Linked DNA regions of Mus musculus: region 1 is linked to region 2. Evidence: chromatin contacts called from public targeted proximity ligation data. All regions are on one chromosome and are shown on one strand. The core of a region is the stretch at or near the end of the contact, and the rest is flanking DNA. Distances in the headings are between cores, read along the strand shown. Region 1 holds the start of Rfx3 (regulatory factor X, 3 (influences HLA class II expression)). Region 2 holds the start of Dmrt3 (doublesex and mab-3 related transcription factor 3).

Region 1 (4,963 bases), core at 780-3,279, 2.4 Mb after region 2:
AAGTAAGGTTTTTCCCAATCCCCCAACTCTTACTTGTTTTACAAAATATTAGCCTTAATGGCATTATAATTACCCAACCTCTCCATTGACAATCTCAAGAATAATTAATACTGTCACATTATTCACAGGCTGCTCTGTCAGTTAAATCAATAAATGTTTGCTGTTGGAAAGATTATTTAAATAAGCACTTTAAAATATGAATTGGAAATTTCAATGTGCCACTATAATAGTACAATCTATTTGTTTTAGCTCACAATCATCATCAATTTTTTTCTGATAACCTATTAATTGTTATGCTGAAAATGAGCAAATTAAGGATCTGCAAAGCCAGGTTCTAATCAAGACGATACTACTTCATAACTGGTAAGTATTCAGATCTACAAGGGCAACTATTTCCTCTAAAGAAACACTTTAAAAGGAAGTTTTTTTTTTCTTCTGAACAGGTTTAAATCATTGTCCAAAGAAAACCAAAAAGTCAACAAAAAAGAATATGTTAAGTACACACATGCCTAGATCTTAACAGCCACAAAGAAAGTGAAATATACACACGTTTCAAGTTGAGAAGCTTCATACATTCTTTATGAACAACTTGACTTCAATTTCAACTCTCCAAGGGAAAGGAATAGAGATGAAGATGGGAGAAGGAAAAAAAAAAAAAAAAAAACTCTCAAAGTACCATAACTGTCACAAATAGCGTTGTGAACTGAGTTCTCACAAAGCTTCCTTATATCCTTTTCCTGTTCATCACAGACAAAGTCTAAACCACAATGAAAATTGTTAACACTCTCCTGTGGGGAGGGAGGTGCATCAAAGTGAAACAGAACCTCAGGACTACCCCTCCCATCTCCACATGAAGGATAAAGCGCTGTCAGTAGCCACTAACCAAAGTAGCACAGATGCCCTGCATCCGGTTTAAATCACAAGCACACACACACACACACACACACACACACACAAACCCGAAAAGGGGAGGGGGGAGAGAGAGAGAGGAGAGGGAGAGGAGACAGAGGAGAGACAAGAGAGGAAAGAGGAGAGAAGAGAAACAGAGAAACAGACTTAAAAAAAAAATCTCTCAAGAGCAGCAGAGGCCCCCTAGTTTCAATGTGTGTGCAAATGGGGGGAAGGGGGGAGAAGACTGCTGAATGGATATTAAGACTGTTTGCAGCACAAAGAAAAATACAGTTTTAAAAGAAAAAAAAAAAAAAAGAATCCCGTGAGGCCAGTGATGGTCAAATAAGTGCAGTCCGTTCAGCAGCAGGCACAGAGGGGCCGAAACGAAGGGAGCGGGCTTCGGGAAAAGTTCACCGAGGTACCAGGATAAAAATAACAAAACCCCCAACAAGGCCCCGCAAGTGAACAACAACCACCACAGCGCAGCACCTTTTGGGGACCCCCCCTGCTCACTGCTGTCTATTTCGATTTGGAAAGCAGCAGCCACCAGGCAGCTTTGCAAAGCAGCGAATTAAAGAAAGAGAGAGGGAGAAAGCGAGCCCCTTCTCTCCACCTGCCCCTCCTCCTGGGCGCCCGCGGACCTGGGGGGGACGCTCCAACACCCGCGACGGACAGCGGCGGCTTCCTAGCCCGCTCGCCCCGCAGCCCCGGCTCCCGCTCCATCCCCGAGCGCCGAGGCCGGGCGGGCAGGCGCGCGGCGCCCACACCCCCGAGCCCGCCGCGCGCGGGTCCATTGTAAACAAGCCCCCGGGACCGAGCCCCTCAAGCGGCCGCAGCCGGTGTCAGGAGGGAGACCCCGCACAGCCACGCTCGCTCGCACACACGAACACACGCACGGACACACACGCTCCCACACACATGTAGAGAGACCGAAGAATATTCACCTTGGCTGTGGATTATTGTGGTGTTGTTGGTGGGTGATGGAGATGGTGGTGGTGGGGAGGAGGAGGAGGAGGAAGAGGAGGAGGAGGAGGAGAGGAGTAGTTGTTGTTGATGGGTAACAGTCGCCAGGACTACGGTGACTATGGCGCTTGATTCACAAGGCAACGGTTGCTATAACTCACAAAAGAGAGAGAGAGGGAGAGAGAGAGGGAGCGAGGGAGAGGGAGACACTCGCGCGGGGAGGGGCGGGGGGGAGGGAGGAGGGGAGAGGGCGGGCCCGAGAGCGCCGGAAGAAGCGGCTTCGGCGCCGTGACTGACAGCTCGGAGCCCGGGCGGGGGGCTGCGGTCGGGATTCCGACGTCGGTTTTTCCCCCGAGGTGCGCTTTAAGACTTGGCGGGCCCGGGGTCAGGGCGAGTCTGCCTGGAGGAACGGGACGGAGGACGCCGGGGAAAGCTGAGGGTCTGGAGGCGAGGGCTACTTTCCGTCAAAGGAGCCCCGCCTGCCTCTGCCGCCAGCTCTGTGCCCAGCCGCCCCGCAGCCGCGAGAGGAAAAGCGCGAAGCCAGGGGAGGGGGAGTGACGACGGAGCCAACACTGTGTGAGACGCGCGCTACCGCGGAGGCAGACCCCACTTTGAAGAGCGGGCTCCACCCCGGGGCGTACGTCATTTCCTGGGCGGCCCCAGCTAATATCCCGGATGTGCTGCGCTCCTCCCCTCTCTCTCCTCTCTTCCCCCCGCCCCGCTCAGGTTTTTTTTTTTTTTTTTTTTTTTTCTCCCCTCCCTCTCCGTGGTCGCCAGTGTGGTGTTTCCCGGTCGGTCGTTTATGCCTCGCGGGTGATCCCTTTCCCAGACTCTCTGCGGCCGGCGCGGGCCTCCAGGGTCTCGGCTTTGCCCTCCCCTCCATCGAATTCCGCTTTCTCGCGCCTCCCGAGGCCGCGGGGTCCTGAGGAGCGCGGGCGGCGGGGTGTGAGCGGTGCTCCCGCCGCCATCTTAGGGAGCGAGAGCCTGGGCGCGCGAACGGTGACCCATCTCGCTCGGCGCGGCCGCTACCTCCCTGCGGAACCGAGACGCCAAGTTAGCACCCTGCAGGACCGGGAGGAAGTGCCAAGGGGAAGGGAATTCGAGCTTTCCGAGGATGAGGGTCCCTACAGGGGTGGGTTAGACCTTTCAGAGTAGCCCTCGGTAGGTCCTTAAGGGGCTCTACCCTTTCAGAGTTGACGGGATGGATCCCAGCTAGACCAATCGCCCTATTAGCTGGCATCGGTTTCTTAACAGCCTGGGGGTAGCTTGTTCTTGAGCTGTGTTGGACACGGGAACGGCTTCTGTCCATGGAGAACATTATTAGCACACAACCTGGCACCTCAAACTCGAGTTGATAAGGCACAGCTTCTGAAACCTCATGGTTCAAGCATATTCGTCCAATTCTCCTCATACTGGAGTCCAGCAGGCACGTGCCCCCAGGCCCGCCAATACCCAAAATCTCCCAACATTTGCAGCTAAGCAGCTTATCCAAGACAATAACATACTGGAAGTAGAGCCTTAAGAAGTCAGTTCTCCTCTTGAGGCTTAATTTTTGCACCGGCACATGAGGGATTTGGGCCAGCATGAGTTCCCTGTTAAAATAAGGCTGAGCTCTCTTTCTGTGCCCCAGACCTTGTGCTAAGTGTTTTACATACATTATCTCATTTAATCCTGACACCTGTTCTATTGGATACATAATATTCTCATTTTAGGGAAAACAAGCCGTCATTTTATCTTGCCTCTCTGTGCCATGAAATGCTAGGTAAAAGACATTTTAGAAACCAACTATTAGAACAATAGATTTAGCAGTAATACTGTAAGCTTTGATAATTTCATAGTTATAATGAGTTCTATTCTTGGTTATAAGTTATAATATAGTAGTTAATAAGAGAAAGAGAAAAAAAAAAAAAAAAAAACAAGCCAAGGACTAAAGTTAAAACAGGTCGTGGTGATAGCCAAAAATGACACCGTGGTACCCAACAGCAGTTAAAACTCTTCACGATTGGAATAGTCCTTTTGCAACGTTTACAGATCAAGTCCTCAGGAAAACGTTTGGGACTGCTGACTGGCACCTCAAGGCTCTGAAGAGCTTTGCTGGCGCAGCCCTATTGTCTGTTAGGTTCCCCATCTCCCCACTGTCAGCTGTTGCTCCTTACCGCTGTCAGTGAGCACCATTCTATTATTCCCCCCACCCTTTTAATTTACTGCTTTTAATCTGCACGAAAGGAAACCACATAATGAAGCTTGGGCAAAACTGTCTCAAGGGTATAAATAGATACTTTGAGGCAGTGTCCTTTAGGAAGAGTGTGACCTTTGCGCTTAGAACATTGTAACGTCAGTTTCAAGCAATTTAGAGACTTCTTTATTCCTAGCTTCTGGTACCATCTTTTTATACTCTCAGGATGCATACTTTTATTTGCATGAATTCTTACTAAGTCAGGATATTCTCCCTTTTATGACAATTGGAGGTATGTCTTTTAGTTCTAGTAAGGTTAATATATAAATTTCAGTGTTGCCATTATACTAATTCAAAACACCAAGCTACAATGCAAGCAATAGAATGCAAAGCATGATAGATTATATATGCATACATATATCAAATCCTTTTGCTACTCAGTAGTTCTGACAGGAACTCTTTTCAGCTCATTTTTACAGCTGTGTGGTTGTATCTTCATATGTATCATACAGGTAGATCAGAAATAACTTTTTAGGGAGCCTTAGGAAACACGCAGCATGGTCTTAACAGCTATTGCTTTTTACAATGAAAAATATAATCGTCATTCAAAAAGGTATTTTACATTCCTTGACAATGCAATAAATTGTCAATGCAACAGCTTTTTGCTGTATTCCAGAAATGATGCAGACATAGTTATCTGTACAATGCTCAGTTGTTCTGTGAATTTTAGTTGTTTCCTTTAAACTTTGTTTCCACTGTAAGGTTGTAGTGATTGTGAGAGGCATAGATGAACACATTTGTGTCTAAACCACTTGAAGAAAAGAAGCCCTGATTACCTATGTATATACTGTACAAATTGCTATAGCATATTATTAAGGGTAAATTTTCAACATCATCGATTAGGATATTTCCTCCTATGGACACCTACCACAT
Region 2 (4,872 bases), core at 1,217-3,716:
TACCATAGCCCCTTGTTCTGAAAGGCTTTCTGCTGGGATCCCATTATGTGCTTGAATAAACCCTTTCTGCAAACAGAAATGGGACTCGGGGTTGTCAGGTGTTGGGTTACAATAGACTTTGAGGCAGGGGACATTTTACCAACATAAATACAAACCTGTCCCTATAGGGAGATGTTGTCAAATACTGGGATATGGAAAACATTCCCATCAAATATGAGAAAAGGATTACCGCGCTATATCAAATGAGTATTTAGATCTCGGCCCTCGATGTGCACTGGAGTGAAACGGGGCCCAGTACCAAATAATACCAGAGTGTGTGAGTGGCACTGGGATAGGGTGGCTAGGTGACCCAGGAAGGAAAGGGGATTGCTTTGAGAATGAAAATGTCCCCTAAAAACCTGGTGCAGAACTCTGCTGCTCTCTTTCCCCAGAGAAACTAGTTACTCTTATTTTCCTGATCTGTTTCCCTGACCATTTAAAGAGAAATTCAGCTTCGATAAAAGTCCGTGGTCCTCGTCTTTCTTAGACGCACAGATTTCAGATTGAAACAGTACAAGTTCCCAGATTCGTGCCATTCGCAGAGCATAAAAAGTGATTTCTGTACCTTTCCCCCCTGTTTCGGGGCCCAAAGATCAACGCGTGACCCTTGTGCCCCGTCTCCACAATTTACAAAAGTCCTACTAGTTGTAGAGTTAGAAACTTGTTTTTCTGACCAAGGGTGGAAAGAGGCCAGGTTAGAAGGGTGGGGGGAAAAGGGCAAAAGCCAGGGGTACTGGTTCCGTGCAGTTTTGGGGAAATTATCTTGGAGATAGCATTCGTGTGCAAGGGGTTCCTTTCCAGTCCCAGCAGGTCAGCCCGGAACAACTATCAACTCCTCCACGCACCTGAAACCCGAGTAGCTAAGGGCATCGAGGGGGAAAAAAGGTACAAAGCTACATTTATATTCCGCGTTCAAAGCTCTCTCCCGGTTCCAAATCACTCTTCTGGGCAGAGAGCTTGCTGCTTGAACCTCGGACGACACAGTCCTAGAATTCACAGCAAACTCAAGATTGCCAGCGATGCTCTCTTCCTTGGCTGGCGGTAGGGCTGGGCACTGGAAAGCGACCTCCAGAAAGAGACTATGGTCTCTGTGCAGTTCAGGAGTCAGGTACCGCAGCAGACCCGTTTACGTTAACTTTCACCCACACAGTAAGAAGCGGAGCGCACGTTCCCAGGGGCCGCTAAAAGACCGTCCGGGACTTCCGTTGGCTCCTTCCCACTGAGTTGTTAAAGCGGTCCTGAGCCTACTTTATGCCTTGATTTTTGTTCGGTTGTTTTCTTGGTTGAGTGAAAAAAGGCAGCCTTCTCTACACGTACGTAGTAATACTCGACATTGGACAAACCAATACTGAAAACAAGCAAAGAGTATAAACGAAATTTATGCTGTAAAAAAAAAAGGCTTATGCAGTCTAAGGTTATACAGGAGACTCTTCATCGTCACGCAAAGATTGTTACGAGTAGGGTCTATTCCTTATTCTTAAGTAAAACACAGCGTCTGTGGGGATTTGAACTGGGCAATTCCGGACCTTGGCTGATTCAGTGGCCTTTGCGTGAACAAAATACCAGGTAACTTTGGGGCCACTAATGTGTCTTCTCCCTACACCCTCGGAAAGTTTAAACAGTGCTTAAGAAAAACATCCAAGAGAGCACTTGGCAGTCCAAGGCAGAGAGGTCATTCAAGGCAGAGATTGTTTATTTTAAAGACAAGAGGAGGTTAAGTAGAAAATTGAAGTTACCCTATAAAACGAGTTGTCTTCCTGAAGCCTGACAGATTAAAAAAAAAAATACTCATTTTTCTTCTGTAGCAATGAAAAAGAAACTAGATTGCAAAACCAAGCGAAGAATTCCCGAATCACTACTACCCCTCTTTTGATTCCTCTTGCCAGGTGGAGACTTTCCGGTTCTTGAAACCCGGTTCTCCCGGGGCCGACCTGCGGAGTACCCTCAATTCCCTCGCAAGCTCCGAATGGCTGAGGCCAAGGGTGGGAAGGAAAGCGGTCTAGGGCTCAGTGCTTCGAGGCCAGTGCTGGAGCGACGTGAGAGGGTAGGGGAGAGGCCTGCCGGCTGGCTTACAAACACCCACCCCCCTCCCCATCGTCCCCCGCCCCACACCCGGTCCGCCCAGCGCTCCCGCGGTACCGCAGCGGCGCAGTCCCTCCCGGCTCAGGAAGGGGTAACAGAGCGCTTGGCAGAGGGGGCTGTGAGCGCCCCCGCCTGAGAGGCCAGGCTGCAGGTGGCGGGGAAGGTGAGGTGCAGGAACCCGAGGGGTGCCTGCCAGGGAGGAGGAAAGCGCGTGGGGAGCGCAAGGAGGCTGGGACCCCGATTGGGGGGGGGGTGGCGGCGGGAGGGAGGAGGGACTGGGGGGGGAGGGTGGCGGAGGAGGTGCTGGGTCCAGTCTGCGAGGAAGGGACCAGGGAAGGAAGTGGCTCAGACCGTAATCAGAGCTCTCCCCGGCTCCTTGCAGCTGCTGGAGAGCCTCAGCGTGGGAGGACCTGCGGGTGGAGCCTGCGCCCCGAGAGCGGCGGGCAGAGAGGCGGCACGCGTGGGTACCGGCGGGCTGCGAGCGCCATCGGAGCCGGGGAGACTGCTGCCGTAGCTCCGGCCGCCGCGGACCTTCCGGGGCCTCCCGAGAGCGGGCCTCCGAGCTCTGTGCTCCAGCTCCCGCCGCCGGCCGGGGGGAGCCCTGGGCATGAACGGCTACGGCTCCCCCTACCTGTACATGGGCGGCCCGGTGTCGCAGCCGCCGCGGGCGCCCTTGCAGCGCACGCCCAAGTGCGCGCGCTGCCGGAACCACGGGGTGCTGTCCTGGCTCAAGGGCCACAAGCGCTACTGTCGCTTCAAGGACTGCACCTGCGAGAAGTGCATCCTGATCATCGAGCGGCAGCGGGTGATGGCGGCGCAGGTGGCGCTGCGCAGGCAGCAGGCCAACGAGAGCCTGGAGAGCCTCATCCCGGACTCGCTGCGGGCTCTGCCAGGGCCCCCGCCGCCGGGGGACGCTGCGGCCACCGCCGCTACCGCCTCGCAGTCGTCGCCAGCCTCCCAAGCGTCCCAGCCGCCCGCGCCGCCTCGTCCCACCGCGGAGTTGGCCGCGGCCGCCGCGCTGCGCTGGGTCGCGGAGCCCCAGCCCGGGACGCTGCCAGCGCAGCTTGCTAAACCAGGTGAGAGCGTCTGCGGCGCTGGGGTCGCGCTCCGAATGAGGGAGCTTCGAGGGCTCTTCGGGATCGTGGGGGAAGGCCGAAGACAAGTTTGTGGGAAGTGGACCTGGTTGGACCTGCCCCACCCCCACCAGGCACCGGTTCTTACTCTCCCGGAAAGGGGGTCTCGAGAGTCTGAAGCCGATGGAACCCAGGAGCCCGCCAGAGGGGCCAACCAGATCGCCTGGCTGTGTCCCTATCGTCAGAGGCTTTCCCCGGGTTGAAAGGGAACATAGCAGGTCAATTTTAAAAATAAAATGATGTCTTGGGGAAGACCGACTTTAAACACACCACAATGAGGAGGGTTATCCGGGCTGCGGGTTTTAGACGGGTGGGGGCTCTCACTTGGAGCGAGGGGGTAAGTAGGTGCTGGCTAGCAGTCAGGGCCCAGTGCTTTGCTGTTTCTAGGTGATTCTTGGCTTGGTCCGGAACAGGCGTTTTGTCTCTTACTTAAAGGAACTAGGAGTCGTTTTGTTTTTTTTAGCCAGGCTAAGAGGCCTCAAGACTTAGAATTTGAAAAAAAAAAAAAAAAAAAAGGCGCCTTTTAAGAACTCTAAGGAAAAGGCTCCAAAGTGAAGCTACTTAACTCTCTTTTGCTGAACTACTTCTTTGGTCCTTTATTGCCATTTCCCGGGCTGCTGTGGTGTGAAGAAATTAAAACCAAAACTTGGCCTACAGTGGAGAAAACCTAGCAAGTGCCTTTCCAGGATTTTGCGGGGTTGGCCTGGCCTGAAATAATGAGGGGCTTTCTGGCCATCTAGCTTCCCGCTGTTCAGATATGCTCTGATTTTGGGGATGGGTTAACAGGGTTCTGAGCCCTGACAGTGGGCAGACCCCGGTTTCTACTTAGTTCTCTCTTTCTGGCTCTTTCCTGAGTCCCTGAGTCCGGCTGCCCCTATTTTAAGCCTCTTCCTCTCTTTCCTCCGAGGAACCTCTAGCTTTACTCCTGGCCGCTCGCAGCCTCCTGGCAACCGGAATTCAATGGAGTTTGGTGTTTCCCCTTCACTGGGTAAACGTACAAAGGAGACAGGCCCATCTCCTTCGGAATGGGGTGTACTGGAATTAGGAGTGAAAGGTCCGTAGTTTTTCTGGTAGCTAGAGCCTCTGTCTCTACTTTCTCAGCTGCTCAATGACAGCTCTTGCTCTTCTTCAGAGAACCCCAGAGCACTGTGCTGAACTGGGGGTCTGGGGGGGCTACTCACTGTTGGTGTGTGGTGAGGTGGTAGGTAGCTTGGCCAGTTTGTCCTACCTTCTGGCTCAATTGTGCCCGGTAGGCCTGAAGTTCAGAAAGCAGTTTGCTGGCTGGGTTTTGTGGCTATTTAACAAGGAACATATAAGCATGTCTCAGAAGCACCGCCCCACGACCCTCATCTTATATTTGTGGATTTGACAGTAGAGAAACTAGAGCCTATTGTGGGAGGAGGGCTTGTCCTGAGAACAAGAAGGGGTGTTTGGTCTTAGTCCCAGAATTCCATGCTACCCACTTTTAATTTTCCGTTCCTGGTTTTCCTGGCTCTGGGAGTCCCCTGGACTAGAGAAGAAGAGGTCGAGTTAAAAATTCAACTTGCTATTTTACAGTGCCCAGCTGCCTATCAGCAGCTCTTAAAGAGCACTAACCTTGAGTTCTGTGGTCTCTGTC

Evidence for each region.
Region 1: a contact with region 2 is called in a targeted proximity ligation map of astrocytes, with 6 times the contacts expected there. A contact is called at or near these places in 2 of 39 promoter capture datasets (liver and pre-B cells) and 1 of 130 datasets of targeted methods (astrocytes).

What each region holds. Positions count from the first base shown.
Region 1 is chr19:28,009,137-28,014,099 of GRCm38.p6, forward strand. Rfx3 (regulatory factor X, 3 (influences HLA class II expression)) reads right to left here and starts at 2,030. Exons shown (of 17, transcript NM_011265.3): 1 at 1,836-2,030.
Region 2 is chr19:25,608,071-25,612,942 of GRCm38.p6, forward strand. Dmrt3 (doublesex and mab-3 related transcription factor 3) reads left to right here and starts at 2,467. Exons shown (of 2, transcript NM_177360.3): 1 at 2,467-3,197. The coding sequence starts at 2,729.